Regions from separate parts of the Macaca mulatta genome. Here all the other regions are linked to region 3. Evidence: chromatin contacts called from public Hi-C data. All regions are on one chromosome and are shown on one strand. The core of a region is the stretch at or near the end of the contact, and the rest is flanking DNA. Distances in the headings are between cores, read along the strand shown.

The links. Hi-C and Micro-C count contacts between places; a contact is called where the count stands out from the background.
Region 1: a contact with region 3 is called in a Hi-C map of fetal cortical plate, with 3 times the contacts expected there. The contact joins the enhancer-like site here to the promoter of SDF2L1 in region 3. A contact is called at or near these places in 4 of 14 Hi-C or Micro-C datasets (blood, fetal cortex germinal zone, fetal cortical plate and 1 more).
Region 2: a Hi-C map of fetal cortex germinal zone shows a contact between it and region 3, with 3 times the contacts expected there. The contact joins the promoter of TMEM191C here to the promoter of SDF2L1 in region 3. A contact is called at or near these places in 6 of 14 Hi-C or Micro-C datasets (blood, cortical neurons, fetal cortex germinal zone and 3 more).

The regions. Positions count from the first base shown.
Region 1 is chr10:31,576,334-31,580,024 of T2T-MMU8v2.0, forward strand. It overlaps PI4KA (phosphatidylinositol 4-kinase alpha), which reads right to left. Exons shown (of 56, transcript XR_013399529.1): 31 at 2,083-2,239; 32 at 1,719-1,846. Among named protein-coding and RNA genes, the nearest start is that of SERPIND1, 36 kb to the right of the region's middle. Within about 2 kb of position 1,483, at least 5 of the 40 cell types and tissues checked have an H3K27ac peak or open chromatin away from gene starts, as enhancers often do. A contact at or near this core is called in fetal cortical plate, where this site is marked.
Region 2 is chr10:31,534,432-31,538,170 of T2T-MMU8v2.0, forward strand. TMEM191C (transmembrane protein 191C) reads left to right here and starts at 1,902. Exons shown (of 10, transcript NM_001193786.2): 1 at 1,902-2,197; 2 at 2,478-2,601; 3 at 2,736-2,786; 4 at 2,936-3,013; 5 at 3,360-3,416; 6 at 3,514-3,597; 7 at 3,700-3,739. The coding sequence starts at 1,902.
Region 3 is chr10:31,353,678-31,357,377 of T2T-MMU8v2.0, forward strand. SDF2L1 (stromal cell derived factor 2 like 1) reads right to left here and starts at 1,547. Exons shown (of 3, transcript NM_001145067.1): 1 at 1,361-1,547; 2 at 817-1,013; 3 at 1. The coding sequence starts at 1,547.

The DNA.
Region 1 (3,691 bases), core at 233-2,732, 220 kb after region 3:
CCTAAAGATTTCCAAGTTTGATGAAAATCCTAAATCCCTAAAATTAAGAAGCTCAATGAATTCCAACAGGATAAATACAATGAAAATCACACACAGTCAAACTACTAAAAATGAAAGATAAAGAGAAACATCCAACAAGTAGCCAAAAGAAAAACAATAACATATACAGTCATCCCTTGGTATCCTCAGGGGAACTGGTTCCAAGATGTGGAACCCATGGATAAGGAGGGCTGGCTGTACTGAGAAACAGAAAGACTGTTGACTTCTCTCCAGAAACAATGCAAGACAACAGAAGATATATTTGAAATGCTAAAAACAATAAAATAAAAAACTATCAACCTAGAATCCTGGGCCTAGAAAAAATAATCCACATGCATCAAAAATGAAGGTGAACTAAGATGAGAGAATTTATTTCTAGCAGACCTGCATTACCGGAAACGTTAAAGAAAATTACACGTGCAGAGGAGATCACAGGAAGACTGGAAAAGTGTGAGTGATGAAAAACATTTGGATAAATTTATAAAGCTGTAACAAAACCTCTTCTTAATTTCTTTGAAAGACTTTTGACTTTTTTTGAACAAAAACAACATTATAAGGTCTAATGCATATAGCAGTAAAATATGAAAACAGGACACAGGGAATTGGAGGGAGAAACTGGGTGTCATAATGGCAGGGGGTGTCTACAGTGGCAACGGTATACAGCCGTCTCTGCAGAATCCTCTCCCTGGCAAGAACTATAACTGCTGTGGCTGCTCCAGCTGTCATTTACCGACAGCTCACTAGGATGCAGGTGTTCTTGTTATGATGCCCACCACGCAGGTGAGGAGCCCTGCCCGGGAGTCAGAGCCCTACAGGCTGAAGTGTGACTTCCACAGGCCCTTCTGCACATCTTTGATGGAAGCAGGCTGATCAGGCTGAGAACCCAGAACCCTCCCTGACTTCACAGGTGTCCCCCTCACTAGATAACCTCCCCCAGGTGCCCACTGGACCAAAATGTTTCCTAAGAACGCTGAATGATGTGATGGACACAAACCCCACAAGGTTATAAAATATCAGGCAAATGTGAGGTATTATCATCACTGCCACCGCCACCAGCCTGGAAAATCTTAATTCCGTTTTTGGAAATAGTCCAACTTTCCTGAGGAAACAAGAAAATCAAAATCCCCCTTTCTGACCACTCATTTCAACTGATCCTAAGAAACACAGAAAGAAAACATGTCAAATTCCCTGTTACCCTGACAGTTAACAGGATCTTTGAAAAATAAAATTGTTCTTAAGCATTTATCTAATCAGCTGAAAGGTAAGTATAAACTTCCTTGTGGGCCCCCTGCAGTAGCAACTCCAGAAATACAGATGCAGGGAAAAGGGGCTGATCCCGATTAGGTAACGTTCCTGTGGACAAACACAACTGCTCCCAATCAGATTCAAAGTTAACAGGTGTTCCAGAAGCTGCATCTTCCAATTTCAGTAGGGAAATGGCTCCCCCTACCGAGGTTTTGGGAGATAACGGCTTCTCGGTACCAATGGGATGCTGTTAACATATGTTCTATTTTCCGTGACTGTCACACATAATAATAGAATCTATAAGGAGACTGAGGCTTGAGAAGGTGAGGGGCTTGCCCAGTGTCTCCATGCTTGGCGGTGGCGGCACCAGGGAAGGCTCTTCCCGTCTCTTATCCCATCCCATCCTCAGTGCCACCCCAAGGTCAGGGTCCTACCGGCACTTCTACTCCATCCTTGCCGGCCAGCAGCCATTCCCAGCAGGCCAGGGCTGTCTCCATGCCATGCTCGTTGAACATCCGGAGGGGACCCCAGCAAAGATGATGAAGGAGCTGCGGGTCACAATCTGGAACCGAACACACCTCAGTCAGAGGCCTCCAACACAGCTTCCATAGGCCAACAAGAGTTGACCAGCTGGGGCCAACAATGGCCTTTTATTGACTTTCCACTCATGAGAGATAACTCCTCTACTGAGGGAGCTCCTGCTCCTTCTCCTGCCAGGACTCCAGCTGACTATGGGTCATGAAGTCCAGCATTCATTTAGAAATGAGCCCAGAATTCCACGGAGCTTCCGTGAGTTACCTTTGCTGCTAATGAGCATTGCAGTCAGCTTGAACATGGCCTGCGTGTAGTGCTGAGGATGACTGCGGTCTAACGCTGAATGTAGATCCTGGACCATCATTTTGTTCAGGTCAGACATCTGGCCTGTGGTGCCTGAGAACCGAATCATTCCATACACCTGCAAAAACATTCTCATCAACAACTATGCATAGAAGCTAGGCAATGTGGGTGAGGTCCTGGAAGCTACCAGATCACACTTGTGGTGGCAACAGTGGGTGCCTCACTGCCCCAAAGTGGAGCTCATGCATGTAGAGAGACAGGCTCATTTCAATGATGCTACTACTGATCACAGCTTTCTTCTAAAAGAATAGCTCCTCTAGAAATGCAAGTTGGCGGTGCCACCACTGCAGATGTTCCCCGGGGGTGGGAACCTCGTCCCTCATCTTTGTACCCAGCAGTGAGCCCGGGGTCTGACCCACGGTGAGACTGCATGAATGTGAACTGGATAAATACATTTCCTCAGACTCATTAATGACTCAAACAACAAGATCAGCCTCCTTATTAATATTATTATTTTTTGAGAGAGGGAGCCTCGCTCTGATGCCCAGGCTAGAGTGCAGTGGCATGGTCTTGACTCACTGCAACCTCTGCCTCCTGGGTTCAAGTGATCCTCCCGCCTCAGCCTCCCAAGCAGCTGGATTACAGGCATGCACCACCATGCCCGTCTAATTTCTGTATTTTAGTAGAGACAGGGTTTTACCATGTTGGCCAGGCTGGTCTCGAACTCCTGACCTCAAGTAATCCACCCGCCTTGGCCTCCCAAATTGCTGGGACTACAGGCGTGAGCAGCCATGCCCAGCCCTCCTTACTATTATTAATAATTTTTTCTTTGAGACAGAGTCTTGCTCTGTTGCCCAGGCTGGAGTGTAGTGGTACGATCATAGTTCACCGCATCCTCGAACTCCTGGGCGCAGGTGATCCTCCTGTCTTGGCTTCCCAAAGTGCTAGGATTACTGGCGTGAGGCACTGTGCTTGGCCAACCTACCTATTTTTAAAGTCAAATATAACTTTTTTTCCAGAGAAAAGAACATACAAGTGACAGAGTGCTCAGAGGGAGTGAACCCCCACTCAGACCAGGCAACTGATGGACTTTCAGAGTCGCCAGGGAGCTTAGAAATGGTATAGACTAGGCCAGGTGCTGTGGCTCACACCTGCAATCCCAGCAGTTTGGGAGGCTGAGGCGGGTGGCTCATGAGGTCAGGAGATTGAGACTAGCCTGGCTAACACAGTGAAACCCCATCTCCACTAAAAATACAAAAAATTAGCCAGGAGTGGTGGTGGGTGCCTGTAGTCCAAGCTACTTGGGAGGCTGAGGCAGGAGAATGGCATGAACTCGGGAGGCGGAGCTTGCAGTGAGCCGAGATCACACCACTGCACTCCAGCCTGGGCGACAGTGCAAGACTCCGTCTCAAAAACAAAAACAAAAACAAACAAACAAACAAGAAATGGTGTAGACTAGCTTCTGAGTTTATGGAGCAGGAAATGGAGGACCAGAGATGTGATGCCACTGGTCAGGCTGGAATAAACTGTGGCGTGGTGGGTGAAAGCCCATGATGTGGAGTTGGAAGAT
Region 2 (3,739 bases), core at 652-3,151, 180 kb after region 3:
CGCCCAGCTAATTTTTTGTATTTTTAGTAGAGATGGGGTTTTACCATGTTGGCCAGGCTGGTCTCAAACTCCAGACCTCAGGTGATCCACCCACCTTGGCCTCCCAAAGTGCTGGGATTACAGGCGTGAGCCACAGCGCTCGGCCCCTACTACTACTATTTTTTTTGTTTTTGAGACGGAGCCTCGCTCTGTCACCAGGCTGGAGTGCAGTGGTGCAATCTCAGCTCACTGTAACCTCTGCCTCCCGGGTTCGATTCCCCTGCCTCAGCCTCCCGAGTAGTTGGGACTATAGACACGCACCACCATATCCGGCTAAATTTTTTTTTTTTGTATTTTAGTAGAGGTGGGGTTTCACCACGTAGGCCAGGATGGTCTTGATCTCCTGACCTTGTGATCCACCCGCCTCAGCCTTCCAAATTACTGGGATTACAGGCGTGAGCCACCATGCCCAGCCGTTTACTACTACTACTTAAAGGGTGAGAGGCGGGAGGATCGCTTGAGCCCTAAAGTTTGCGGCTGCAGTGAGCTTGTGATGGTGCCACTGCACTCCAACCAGGGTTACAATGGGACCCTGACTCTTAAAAAAAAAAAAAAAAAAAAAAAAAAAAAAAAAAGCATACACTATTTTTTTTTGAGACGGAGTCTCGCTGTGTCTCCCAGGCTGGAGTGCAGTGGCGGGATCTCAGCTCACTGCAAGCTCCGCCTCCCGGGTTTAGGCCATTCTTCTGCCTCAGCCTCCCGAGTAGCTGGGACTACAGGCGCCCGCCACGTCGCCCGGCTAGTTTTTTGTATTTTTGGTAGAGACGGGGTTTCACCGTGTTAGCCAGGATGGTCTCGATCTGTTTCCCTTTAGATTTTGTTAGTAATTTATTTTGGATTTTTGCATCCAAGTTCATAATTGTACTCGACAAATAAAGGCAGATTTTAAAAGGACAAGTTGGGAGGCTAAGGCGGAAGGATCACTTGGGCCTGGGAGATTGAGGCTGCTCTGAGCCTTGATTGTGCCACTGTACTCCAGCCTGGTGACAGCAAGACCTTTGTCTCTAAAATAATAATAAATAAAAGGACGAGTTTACTTACAGTCTCACCAAGCAATGAAAGAGCTTATCTTCCTCCTGTTTCCTTTGCGGATCTTGTCATGTATTTTATCTTAGTTACTTTAGCATAAATGCTAAATCAAATTCTTTTTCACCAGACATCATCATAGCTCTAGGCATGCCACATAATAAATACCCAAACACATATTAATCATTAAAATTGTTTCCTTTTTTTTGTGGCTACTGTAACCACTTCAGCGAACCATTTAATGCACAGTGGGTTTAAATTATTTTTTCTCGGCTGGGCGCGGTGGCTCACGCCTGTAGCCCTTTGGGAGGCTGAGGCAGGTGGATCACGAGGTCAGGAGATCGAGACCATCCTGGCTAACACAGTGAAACCCCGTCTCTACTAAAAAAAAAAAAAAAAAAAAAAAGCCGGGCATAGTGGCAGGCGTCTCTAGTCCCAGCTACCCGGGAGGCTGAGGCAGGAGAATGGCGTGAATCCGGGAGGCAGAGCTTGCAGTGAGCCGAGATAGCGCCACTGCACTCCAGCCGGGGAGACACAGCGAGACTCTGTCTCAAAAAAAGAAAAAATATTTTTTCTCCTTCCTGGGATAAATTTCCCAGGAGAGGGATAATTGGGTCAAAAGATATGAACATATTTATGGGTTCTTTTCTACAAGAGATCGATCAGTTTCCGAGTGCCATCTGCTATGTGGGGGAACCAATCTTCAACTTGCCTGCATTTGGTCTTAGTATTTTATTAATCTTTCATTGATCCAATTAGCTCTTTGACACAATTTTCATCAGTGGTGGACTAAGTGTGACCGGCCTGACCTGTCTCTAGCTGGTGTGAGAAGAGGCATGTGTCAGGTTGCGCTTGGGCTCCCCCTGCCGCCCGTTGTGGTACAGCCCGCTAGGCGCTCCCTGCTGCCCATTGTGACGCCCGCCAGCCGCAGGCTGGGTCCCCTAGGCGGGCGGCGTTTAGGCACGGTCTCCACAGCCATGGCCGCGACGCAGGAGCTGCTGCTGCAGTTGCAGAAGGATAACCGAGATGGTCGCCAGCGGAAGCAGGAGCTAGAGAAGCTGATGCGCGGGCTCGAGGCCGAGAGCGAGAGCCTCAACCGGCGCCTGCAGGACCTGAGCGAGCGGGAGCGAAGGTGCGCGGGGAACGCCGCTCCACCTGGCGGGCGCGTGAGGGTCCGTCCCGCAGGCAGCGCCGCGAGGGGCTTCGCAGAGTACCAGGCCGATCCGCCCGGGCCCGCACCTCTGCTCTAGGCGCTTGGGGAACGGGCGATCCACCCAGCGGACCCAGGTGGGGGACTCGGTCAGGACTTCCCCGTTCCCAATCATGAGCCTGCAGCTGGTCCTTCCCGGTGACTGCGGGATCCTGAGCAACCCAGTCCGCCTTGTAGCGCCAACCTCAGTTTCCCTCTGCAGCCTGCTGCGGAGGCGAAGCCAGGCAGTACAACCTCTGCAAGGGGAGGCGCGCGAGGCGGCGCGGGAGCGCGCGGAGCGGGTGCGCAGAAGGCTGGAGGAGGCGGAGCGCCACAAGGAGGACTTGGTGAGTAAGAGTCCTGGAATGGGGCTGGATCCACGGTGGAGTGGGGCAGGGTGGGCGGAAGGGGGCGGGATCCGGGGGTGGGGTGAGGCAGGACCGGCGGAGAGGCCGGCACCGCCCCAGGACCCTGTCCGCAGGAGCAGTACAACAGGCAGCTGCAGGAGCAGTGGGAGGAGCTGTCTAGTCAGGTACGTGCGGGAGATGGGAGGGTCTGTCTCTTGGTTCCTCTCGGAAGTCCTGCCCTGGTCCCCGCCCTTGTTGCCTCTCCGTCCCTGTCACCCCGACACCCGTTCCTCCAGAAGTCGGTAAACCCCGCCTTTACAAGCCCCGCCCCTAGCTCTTCTACTACGGAGGGGAACAGCAGAGCCAGAAGAGCACGGAGCAGCAACTCGCAGCCCAATTGGTGACGCTGCAGGTGCTTGAGCTGGACCCTGAGGTCTTTAGTAGAGGCGGAGCAGCAGCATGAGCGGGGCCATGACCACCTGGGGGTGTGGCTTGCGGCAGGCCCTGACAGCGTGGACTGGGCGGGGATGTGGGCGGAGCATAATCGCATGGGGGCGGGGCCCTGAGGGCTAGAATAGGGGCGGAGAGCGGAGGGGGTGGGGCCACGACTAACTGGGGCGTTGCTTACGATGGGTCCTGAGGACGTGGGCAGGGTCATGGTCGCCTGGGGACGGGCGCTGAGGGCCACGGGCGGGGCCCGGAGGGGCAGCGGGGTGTCGGCCTGCGGACCTCCTGACATTCCCTGGGTCCTTCTCAAGAATGAACTGGAGCTGGCGGAGACCAAGTGCGCCTTGCAGGAGGAGAAACTGCAGCAGGTGAGGGCAGAAGTGGGTTCTGTTGGAGGGTCAGCTTTCGAGTGTGGGTGGGGAAGGGCGTGTCTCCCCGGAGTCTAACCCAGGTGTCCACACCCAGGGCGCGCTGCAGACAGCTGAGGCCTGGGCCATATTCCAGGAGCAGACCGTAGTCCTGCAGGTGCGGCCCCACTCGGACGCCAAGGTGCCTCCCGCCTCTCCTCCCCCAGACCTGGGGCGGCAGGTCTCCCAACCCGCCGCCAGGACGCCTCCCCGAGGCCTCAGTCCGCACTCTCACCCGCTCCAGGAGGTGCAGGTGAAGGTGATGGAGGCTGCGGAGGAGCTGG
Region 3 (3,700 bases), core at 297-2,796:
CCTATAGGTGCAGAGGGTGAGGGGACAGTGGTCACCACAGAAGGCGGCATTCGTACCTACACTGAGCCTAGGATCCTTCCCTGCCCTTCCTGGAGACTCAGCTCCCACAGCTGCAAAAGGTGACACCATGACCCGCCCGCGCAACCTCTGGCACTCCCTCCCCAGCATGGGCTCTTCAGACACGTGCACACACCATTGCATCTGTCTGTGCAGAGACTACTGGTCCCCACAGAGCTAAGGCCTCCTCCTCCACATTCTCCCAGTCCTAATCCCTCTGACCTACCTTCAGCCCCTCAGGCTAGCAGTCAAGCTGTCTATCTATCTCAAACATTTTCTTCCACCAACTCTCCAAGGGCACCCACTGTTCCATCCCAATCCCCTGAATTCCACTGACCTCCATGCATTGGTGCAATCTCTTCTGCTGGCCTGGGAAGTCCTTCTTTTCCCTTTGTGGCTTGGAGGACTCCTAATCATCCTTTCAGACCCAGCCTGAGTTCCTCCTCCCCAGTGGAGTTTCCTATTCCCCACCCTCAAGGCTGTGTGGATTCTCCTCCTGGGTCCCACTTGCCCCCAGAGGAAGAGCTATCCAGGAGGATCTCTTCGGATCTCTCTCCCATCGGTCTCCCTGCCGGGCCGGGAGCACCTGGGGGCAGGATCTTGGCGGAGTTACTCTGTTTCCCCCGAAGGGGTGCTCAATAACCATCTCTGAAGTGAAATTTCCATTTCACGAAGAAGCTGAGGCTCGGATTGGAACCCAGGATCTCTGGCCCCTCACACAGGCCAGGAATCTCTCTGGGGGCTCCGGGAGGGGCTCACCTGGTTGTTGGACAGCGGTGACGGGAAGTGGTGCGTGTGTAGGTTCTTGCCTGTAAGCACATGCGTGAGCCGCACTGCCTGCCCGCAGCGCACCGGGGACCCACGCGGGCACCCGCCTTCCGAACCGCCGCGGATCCGCCAGTAGCTATTGGCGTCGTCCGACGCCTCCACGCCGGTCACCGATTGCTGGCCGCTGCCTGAGGAGTGACACCCCACTCACCCAGGGTCTCCGTCAATCGCAGAACCCCGGACCCTCGCCCTGGGACCATAACATTTCCCAGGGGACCCCAAGGGGCTCACCCCCAGCCCCGGCCCCCGCCTGACACCCTCCTCAGTCTTTGGGCCTGCAGTTCCCCGACGACCGTCCCCACCCTCAATATCCTCGACACCCTCAAAGCCTTGCGCCCCTCGACCCCCCAACGACTCTAGAGCCTCCGCCGCCCGGCTTCGAGATGGCCCACAGACCCCCACGACCACCCTGTCTCCACACTCCCAACCCCAAGCCCCCGATCCCCGCGCTCTCTCAGTCGCAGGTCACACGCACCGGATCCGTATTTGATGTCGTGCGAGTGCAGCCGCACCCGGTGGTGCGTATTGAGCAGCTTCAGCACCGACCCGCAGGTCACGAGCCCCGCGCCAGTCTTGGCGGCACTACCGCCCGGCACTAAGAGCGCCAGCAGCAGCCCCAACAGCACCGGCCCGGCAGACCCGCCGCGGCCCGCGCTCCACATCGCCCCGGCCCGGCTCCAGCCGCTCCGGCACTAGGGCTGCTTCCGTCCTCGCCGCGGCCCAATCCAGTTCTGACAGCGCCCGCTCGCGGCAGCCAATGGTCGGCCCGCGCGGCACTCCGCTTGCACTGCCATTGGGTCATTGAGGAGAGGGCCCGCCCCCGTCTCGCTAGAGCAGTAGCTGGGCGGGGACTGGAGACACGAGGAGGGTTTTGATTGGTACACGCTTCCGAGGACTTTCCAATGAGTGTCCAGGGAAGGGCGGCTGAGTAGCCAAGCGGCGGAGAATGAGCGGGAGCGCTTGGTGAGGACGCCGAGTCCGAGCCCCGCAGCCGCTGAGTGCCTGGATACCAGCTCAGGATCCTAGCACCCTGCAGGCACGTGTTCACGACGCCCCTTGATCCTGGACTCCTGGGCACTCAGTAATTAGTCTCTCCCCTCAGAACCTGGGACCACAACTGCAGGGTCTTGAGGCTGTTGGATCACTAGATTTTGTGGTCACAAAGTCGACAGATCCCAGAATCACTGAATCGTCTGGTCCTTCAGTCCCTGGACCCCGAGATTAATGAAACCCCCAGTCATTCGGCCCTAGCCGCCTCTCTGACACTGGGTCACCACAGTCCCTAGACCCTGGGGTTTCTGAATTCCCCTGGCCACTTATACATTTGACTCCTTTCGTGGCTAAATCTTGTGGTCACTGGGTCATCGGGCAGGAGAGGGCAGCAGGGAGCTGTGGCGTCGAGAATAATGGCAGCTTCCCACCAGAAAGCCCCAGAGCTGTCTTAGGAAACCAGAGTCCAAGGAGACCAAGGGGCTGTGGGAACCAAGCCTGGGTGACTGTGTCCCAGTCTCCTGGCCATGAGTAGGTCTCCCTTTTGCCGCCTTCTCAGAGTGTTGTCAGCTCAACCTTCAAAGGGAGGAAAACTTATACCACTGTTTATTCATTCATGGGACATTGTTGCAGCGGCTTCACTCCAGATCCTGTGGGGTCACAGAGGAAACAGCTCTGGGCTCAAGAGGCTAAGGTGTAGTTGAAGCACAGGCAAAGCAGAGACAAAAGTTCATATTTAATTAAATCGTCCAGAATTTTGCATTCAGAAAATCCAGAGTAAAGCGATTTTCATTACAGCAACATGTTATTTTGGGGGTTTCATGTTTCATATTGTTTTTATTTTGAGTTACATGTAGTATAAGTCACCTTGATCTTTTCAGCATTTAGGTGTCCAAACAGTTAAAGGTCAGTCTACCCTGGATTTGGTAGTCACTGCACTTGAGGGGTTTCCAGTCTAGGGTGGAAGATCTGAAGTACTATCTGAGAGGCAACGGATATATACTCTTGGACATGTCAGCCATCACCTCAAAATCAACACATGCAAAGCAGAATTCCTGGTCTCTGCCCTCAAACTGCCCCTCCCCCAGGCCTCTGAGTCTCAGTAAATGGCACCTCCATTCAGGCCCAAAACTTGGGATTCTTCTTTCATTCATCTCTTTACCTTGTTGCTCCTCACATCTCATTCAACAAGTCTTTTTTTTTTTTCTTTTCTTTTGAGATGGAGTTTTGCTGTTGTTACCCAGGCTGGAGTGCAATGGCGTGATCTCGGCTCACTGCAACCTCCGCCTCACGGGTTCAAGAGATTCTCCTGCCTCAGCCTCCTGAGTATCTGGGATTACAGTCATGCATCACCATGCCCAGCTAATTCTTTTGTATTTTTAGTAGAGACAGAGTTTCACCATGTTGACCAGGCTGGTCTCGAACTTCTGACCTCAGGTGATCCACCTGCCTCATCCTCCCAAAGTGCTGGGATTACAGGCGTGAGCCACCACCATCACTCCCAGCCTTTATTTATTTAGTTAGTTTTTTAACTTTTGAGTCTCCACATGTGCCTCATTTAACAACTCTTTTTTTTTCCTTTTTTTTTTTTCTTTTTTTTGAGACAGAGTCTTGCTCTGTCGCTCAGGCTGGAGTGCAGTGGCGCAATCTCAGCTCACTGCTGCAACCTCTGCCTCCCGGGTTCAAGCGATTATCCTGCCTCAGTCCCCTGAATAGCTGGGATTACAGGCATGTACCCAGCTAATGGGATTAAGGCAGGTACCCAGTACCACCACACCCGGCTAACTTTTGTGTTTTTAGTAGAGACGGGTTTTCACCATGTTGG